Linked DNA regions of Mus musculus: region 1 is linked to region 2. A link is a contact called in public HiChIP or PLAC-seq data. All regions are on one chromosome and are shown on one strand. Each heading gives the region's core, a stretch centred on a gene start, on an enhancer-like site or on the middle of the called end of the contact. The rest is flanking DNA. Distances are from core to core; before and after follow the strand shown.

The links. HiChIP or PLAC-seq counts read pairs in DNA pulled down with a chosen protein or histone mark.
Region 1: an H3K4me3 HiChIP or PLAC-seq map of bone marrow-derived macrophages shows a contact between it and region 2, with 2.4 times the contacts expected there. The contact joins the enhancer-like site here to the promoter of Mpi in region 2. A contact is called at or near these places in 8 of 39 promoter capture datasets (the C10 cell line, fetal liver, hematopoietic stem and progenitor cells and 4 more), 1 of 115 datasets of contacts at active chromatin or transcription factors (bone marrow-derived macrophages) and 1 of 9 other capture datasets (liver).

Annotation. Positions count from the first base shown.
Region 1 is chr9:57,852,599-57,855,861 of GRCm38.p6, reverse strand. No RefSeq gene overlaps it. Among named protein-coding and RNA genes, the nearest start is that of Arid3b, 17 kb to the right of the region's middle. Within about 2 kb of position 1,376, at least 31 of the 459 cell types and tissues checked have an H3K27ac peak or open chromatin away from gene starts, as enhancers often do. A contact at or near this core is called in bone marrow-derived macrophages, where this site is marked.
Region 2 is chr9:57,550,937-57,554,271 of GRCm38.p6, reverse strand. It overlaps Mpi (mannose phosphate isomerase), which reads left to right and starts at 1,520. Exons shown (of 8, transcript NM_025837.2): 1 at 1,520-1,568; 2 at 1,998-2,125. The coding sequence starts at 1,553.

The DNA of each region.
Region 1 (3,263 bases), core at 127-2,626, 300 kb before region 2:
CAGCAGCACATGGTAACTTTTGCTTCGTGAGTGTGTACAGGTTTTCCCCCTAAATATATAATTTTCTCAATTACCAAAGAAAGCAACATGTACCTTTAGTTTAAAAATAGGACATGTATCATAACTGTCTTTATTTTTAAGATAAAAAAATTGTTTTCCAAAAGACTAAATCAGCGTGAAATGTTTTTTCCTTTCAAAATGATTTATTTCACATACTTCTAGCTAGTTTCCTTCTTTTATTAAAAATTCGTGGGCTGGTGAGATGGCTCAGTGGTTAAGAGCACTGTCTGCTCTTCGGAAGGTCCTGAGTTCAAATCCTAGCAACCACATGGTGGCTCACAACCATCTGTAACGAGATATGACTCCCTCTTCTGGTGTGTCTGAAGACAGCTACAGTGTACTTACATATAATAAAAAAAGAAAGAAAGAAAAAAATTCGTATTATTTTTACTTGTGTATGTGTGTACATGCTTTGACACAGTGTGGAGCTCAGAGGACAGCTTGAGCCAATTTTCTTTCCATCATGCTGCCCCCAGGGATCATCATGTCTTCAGACTTGGCAGCAATGGCCCACTGGTTTCTTTTCACATTGAATCCCTAATACTTTCCCATGTCAATACAAGTGTACTGACTTTGGTTATAGATGCTTGTGGGATGCTTAGTTTGTGATATAGGTTGCTAGGATACAGCACAAACTCTGGTTCTAATAATTCCATATCAAGTGCTCTTAACCAACAAGCCATCTCTTCTGCTCCTAACATTTACAATATGTGTGTGTGTGTGTGTGTGTGTGTGTGTGTGTGTGTGTGTGTGTGTGTGCGCGCGCGCGCGCGCGCGCCTGTGTGCACTTGTACGTATGGAAGTAAGAGGACAACTTGCAGGAGTTGGTTCTCTCTGTCCAGGGGTCAATCTCAGAACTCAGGTCTTTAGGATTGGTGATATTTTTACCTGCATAGCCATTTTGTCAAGTCTATGTTGGCTTTTTTATTCTCTCTCTCTCTCTCTCTCTCTCTCTCTCTCTCTCTCTCTCTCTCCAGAGTTTCATGTACCCTGTCTGGTCTTGTACATCTGTTTAGTGAGGTTTACCTTGAAGTCCTGAACCTCCTGCTTCCACCTTCCAGCGTGCACCATTATGCCTGGCTTGCTGTCTATTTTTAATAAAAAGCGAGTCCTTAAACTTTGTGGCTATTTATTTGAACTTTGTAATTAAGCTATTAGGACTAGAATACATCAAAGCAGATCCTACAATTTTTGGGCCAGGAGAGTCAGTTATTGATGATGCCATAATTAATGTTGACATTCCACACAGAGATTCCCTCACTTTGCAGTGGGTGAAGGGAGGAAGTTGTAGAAGCACAGACACCATCCTTCTAGCACTTGGATTGCAGAAGTGAAACTGGCTGGCAGAAATGCCCATATTAGGAAATGGCTGGTTGTTAGATGGTTGTAGTGTTAAACTTTTTCTGGTATGTGTGAAGGGAACTAATCAGAATGGGTTTTGGCAGTTGCTTTGTAGCCACACTATTCTCTTTCAAATCAGATCTCAGTATAGTTACAAGTTCATAAGAATCAAACTTCAGAGTGAGTATGATTTACTTAAAAAAAAATTAAATTGAAACTTGACTTCAGCTAAACAAACTGAAATCCCAGTTCGGTTTTTAAAATTTGGATTTCTGAATCAGGATCCCAAATGAGCTTATCCATTTCTACTTGGAATTGGGTTAAAAGTCTGTGTGGTTGATTTGCACAAACCTTATATTCAACAAGTCTCCTTTCCATAGAACATCGAGCAAAGGCCTGAGGGCAGACAACTTTTTAATTTCCGTGGTACTAAATAAATTTCATTTTAATAGAATTTTAATAGCTCAAGATCAGCAACACAAGTGACAGTTCATGCTAGCAAGGATGTGGAGCAAGGGGAACACTCCTCCATTGCTGATAGGAGTACAAACTTGTGTAGCCACTTTGGAAATTAATATGGCGATTTCTCAGAAAATTGGAAATTGGTCTACCTCAAGACACAGCTAATCACTCCTGGGCAGGGGCAGCCCAGACCCAGAAAGACAAACATGACTTGTGTCTAGTCCAATTGTCATCCTAGAGCCTTCGTCCATCAAAGGATGGAAACAGATGCAGAGACTTACAGCCAAACATTAGGAGAAGCTTGGGGAATCCTGCAGAAGATGGAGGTAAAAGGACCTTAGGAGCCAGAGGGGTAAAGACACCACAAGAAAACCCACAAAATCGACTAACCTGGGCTCACAGGGGCTCACAGGGACTGAACCAACAACCAGGGAGCCTGCATAGGACTGACCTAGGCCTATGTCCCAGTTGTGTAGCTTGGTCTTCTTATGGGACCCCCTAACACTGGGAGCAGGGGCTGTCTCTAACTGTTTTGCCAGATTTTGGGACCCTGCTTCTCATACTGGGTTGCTACTTCTAGTCTTAATACAAAGGGAGATGCCTAGTCTTACTGCAACTTGATAGGGCATGTTTGGTTGATATCCCTGGGAGGTCTGCCCTTTTCTGAAGAGAAACAAAAGAAGAATGGATGGGGGTGGGGAGGAGGAGAGGAGAAGTGAGGGGGAGGGATTGGGAGGAGAGGGAGGAGAGGAAACTGCAGTTGAGATGTAAAAAATATAATTTTTTTTTTTAAGATTTTTTAAAAAGATTTATTTATTTATTATATGTAAGTACACTGTAGCTGTCTTCAGATACTCCAGAAGAGGGCGTCAGATCTTGTTACAGATGGTTGTGAGCCACCATGTGGTTGCTGGGATTTGAACTCCAGACCTTCGGAAGAGCAGTCGGGTGCTCTTACCCACTGAGCCATCTCACCAGCCCTAACAGATTTAAAAATATAATTTTTAAAAATTAAAAAAAAGCTCTCATATTATATGTAGCTTCCTTTAGCAAAAGTCTAGGAACAAAATAGCATTACTTTTGCAACAGGTGCATATGTGCTGTGTAAAATAATGGAGACAATGAATACTAATTCATTCAATTCATAGTATTCAATAAATATTAATGTCATATTTTGTGACAACAAAAGTCCAGCAAACCAAAGCAAGCCTTTCCATTCTGTAATTGGGAAGGGGTCTTTCCACTGAACTTTCTCCATAGTTGACTGCACTCTGTGATATTAGGGTTCTAAAACATCTACCTCAGGAGCATTGGGATTTTGAAATTAGCCTGGGCTACCTAACGAGATTATGTTTCAAAAACCGTGTTATGGAGCAGAGAACTGACTCAGCCGTGAAAAA
Region 2 (3,335 bases), core at 271-2,770:
GTCTGTGAATGGCTTCAATGAAAGTGCCTCTTGAACTTCTGGGTCCAGCTTTTTTTTTTGTAATTTTATGTGTACCTGGTTTTGCCTGTATGTATGCCTGTACACCATGTGTGTGCCTGGTGATACCAGACTCCCTGGAACTGGAGCTACAGTTGGTCATGAGCTGCCATGTGGGTGCTGGGAATGGAACCTGGGTTCTTTGGGAGAGCAGTGTTATTGCAAACCGTCTCTCTGTCTCCAGCCTCTAATATTCTCTCCAGCGTCTAATATTCTCTATCTCTCTCTCCCTCTCCCTCCCCCTCTCCCCTCCCCCTCTCCCTCCCCTTCTCCCCTCCCCCCTTCCCCTCCCCCTCCCATCTCCCCTCTCTCCTCTCTCTCCAGTTCCCAGGAGCTTTGGCAGCTGAGAGTCTGGGTCTCCAGCTGGGTTCTCTCCTTGTAGGCTGTTGTGGAGGTCCGGATGGCAGAGACTTTCTACAGAGGATGTAACAAGATTACTCTAACAAAAGTCCATCCCCTGCCTTCCCTGTGCAGGGTTCCTGGGGACGCCTCCTCTCTGTCCTATGCACAGCTTGTGAGCAGCTCAGACTGGAGGAGTGCTGGGTTCTGGAATCACCTAGGATGGGAGGGTCAGAGGGACACAGCACTGACTGCTTTACAGTCCTCTTAGGTCCTACAATAAATCTGGTAGATCTATACATTACTATCCCCATTCTACAGAGCAAGAAACAGAAGTTCATAGGGGGTGGAAGAGGGTAGTAACATCTGCGACCACCATCATAGTTACATCACACCAATAACCTTCTAACCACTGGCACTCAGGGGAACCTCTAAAATCCTCATGAAAGCACATGACCCTATACATCGCGTGTTTTGCTTGACCCCCTTTCCTTCGCTGTACGTGCACGCATATGTGCGTGCGTGCGTGCCTGCCTGCCTCCCTGCCTTTGTGTGTCCCTTTGCCCAGATAGTGTTGACCTCTTTGTTATTTAATCGTGTACAGTATAGGCACATTCCCAAGTTCCAGCACTAGAGATTCTTGCTAGCTCTTTCTTCTGCCAGGAACACTCTTCACTCTTCCTCAAATCTCTCCTTTTTACCCAGATGACCGTTGTAACAGGGCTGGTCTCAAACTCAAGACAAGCTTTCTGCTTTGGCTCCCTAACTACAGGAATTATAGGAGTGTGCCACTATGCTTCGCTATTTATTGCCTTTTAACACACTGATAAGATTTATTGAATTACTTCCCTTCTCTAGACTAAAGGCCCCGAAAAAGCACAAAAGTAGTGCTATTTTGTTCTCTGATGTATGCTTGGAACAATCTGTGATACTTAGCGAGTTCTCAGTATTTACATACGGGTAAAAGAAGGCTGAAGCAGGACTGTTGAAATCAAGAGTTAGGGATAATGCTTTTAGGCAACAGAATCTCCTGACTGCTCAGGGAAGAGGCGGTGGGCTCTGCAAACTACATTTCCCGTGAAGCTCCGCGCGCAGAAAAAGCGGAGGCTGCTGGGAAGAACTTAACGTTCCTGAAGCCGGGTTTCAGGCAACTGGGATGGCGAGTCCGCGAGGTGAGCCGTTTACCCATGTTAGCTATCTTGGTGGTGGTCGCGTCCTGGGGACCTATACTGGCAAGACCTAGCGGATCGTGACCATTTCTGTGGTCGCTGAGCACAAGGATAGGATCTGGGGTGGGTAGTATAGCCGGGGGTCGTATCACTCGAATCACTTCGGGACTGACCGCTTGCAGAGAAATGAGTCGTTAGTTCCTTTTCCTTCCCCATCACCCCAACTCAATTCTTTTCCGTGGCAGAGAAGATCCGTATCTGCCAATCTCACAGATAGGAATATCGACGATTGTGGAAGAGAGGAGTGACCTTCCACAAGTCATAGACTCTACGTCTATGGCCTTAGAGTCCCCTCCCCCATTCCTGGTTCCCCAGCACTAGGGCCAGGTCTGAAGAGTGGAATGGCAGCTAACCTTCTGTCTGTGTCCCCAGTGTTCCCACTTTCCTGTGTGGTGCAGCAGTATGCCTGGGGGAAGGTGGGCTCCAAAAGTGAAGTGGCATGCCTGCTGGCTAGCAGTGATCCACTGGCCCAGATTTCAGAGGACAAGCCATATGCAGAGGTAAGACCCTGACTGCACATCAGTCCACTTTACCGTGAGACCAAAGGATCTGACACAAGCCATATGGATCAGTTGGGAGGAATCTCTGTAGCGTGTAGATATTCTCTTGGTTCTGGGATCAGTGCAAATACATGCACAAAGAAAGCGTAATCAGAGCATTGCAATCACACAACTAGGGAGGTTGAAGGAGGAGAATCTGTCTGATCTCTCCTCCAAGATCCTGCCTCATATAAGAGAGGATAAAATATCTGGGACAGCCCGCCACACGCACACACAGAGGGGGGTGGAGAGAGAGAGAGAGAGAGAGTGTTAGTTTCTTTATGTGTTTATCTGTCTTGAAACTTGTTCTGTAGACTAGGCTGGCCTTTAACTCAAGAGATCTGGCTGCCTCTGCTTCCTGAGTGCTGGGATCAAAGGTATGCACCACCACACATAGCTTAAACATGTGTCATTTCTTGTATCCTAGTAGATCTAGCTCTTACTGAATCTTCATTTGTTTTGATTTTTTTTTTTTTTTTCTTTTCAAGACAGGGTTTCTCTGTGTAGCCCTGGCTGTCCTGGAACTCACTCTTGTAGACCAGGCTGGCCTCGAACTCAGAAATCCACCTGCCTCTGCCTCCCAAGCGCTGGGATTAAAGGCGTGCGTCACCACACCCGGCTTTGTTTTGATTTTTTGAGAACTTGTCTCAGAGTGCCCAGGCTGGCTTCAAACTTGCTGTACAATTGAGAAAGACCTCGAATGTCCAATCTCTTGGCCTCTGTGTACTGAGTGCTAGGACTAAAGACATGTAACAGCAGCCCTAGCCATAAACAAGTGTTTGACTTTCATTAATTTTTTTTCTTTAAAATTTATTTTTAATTATTTTATATTGTGTATAGGTGTGTTTGTGGACATGCGGTTATGTGAGTGTGAGTGCAGGTGCCTGTGGAGGTCAGAAACATTGGATCTCGTGGAGCTGGAGTCGTAGAAGATTGTGAGCCTCTTGATGTGGGTGCTGGAAACTGACTGGTAGTGCTTTGGAAGAGCAGTAAGATCTCTTAACCAATGAGCCATTTCTCCAGTTCCCCAATGTTTTATTTAATATTAATCCCAAATGTATTCCTTCTTATGGGAAGAGAACAATCAAAACAGGAAAGTTATGTCTTTTGAGACTAAAATAAATGAGTACTAGCTCCTCACAGATCTATTGTTGAGACTCATGCTTTCGGA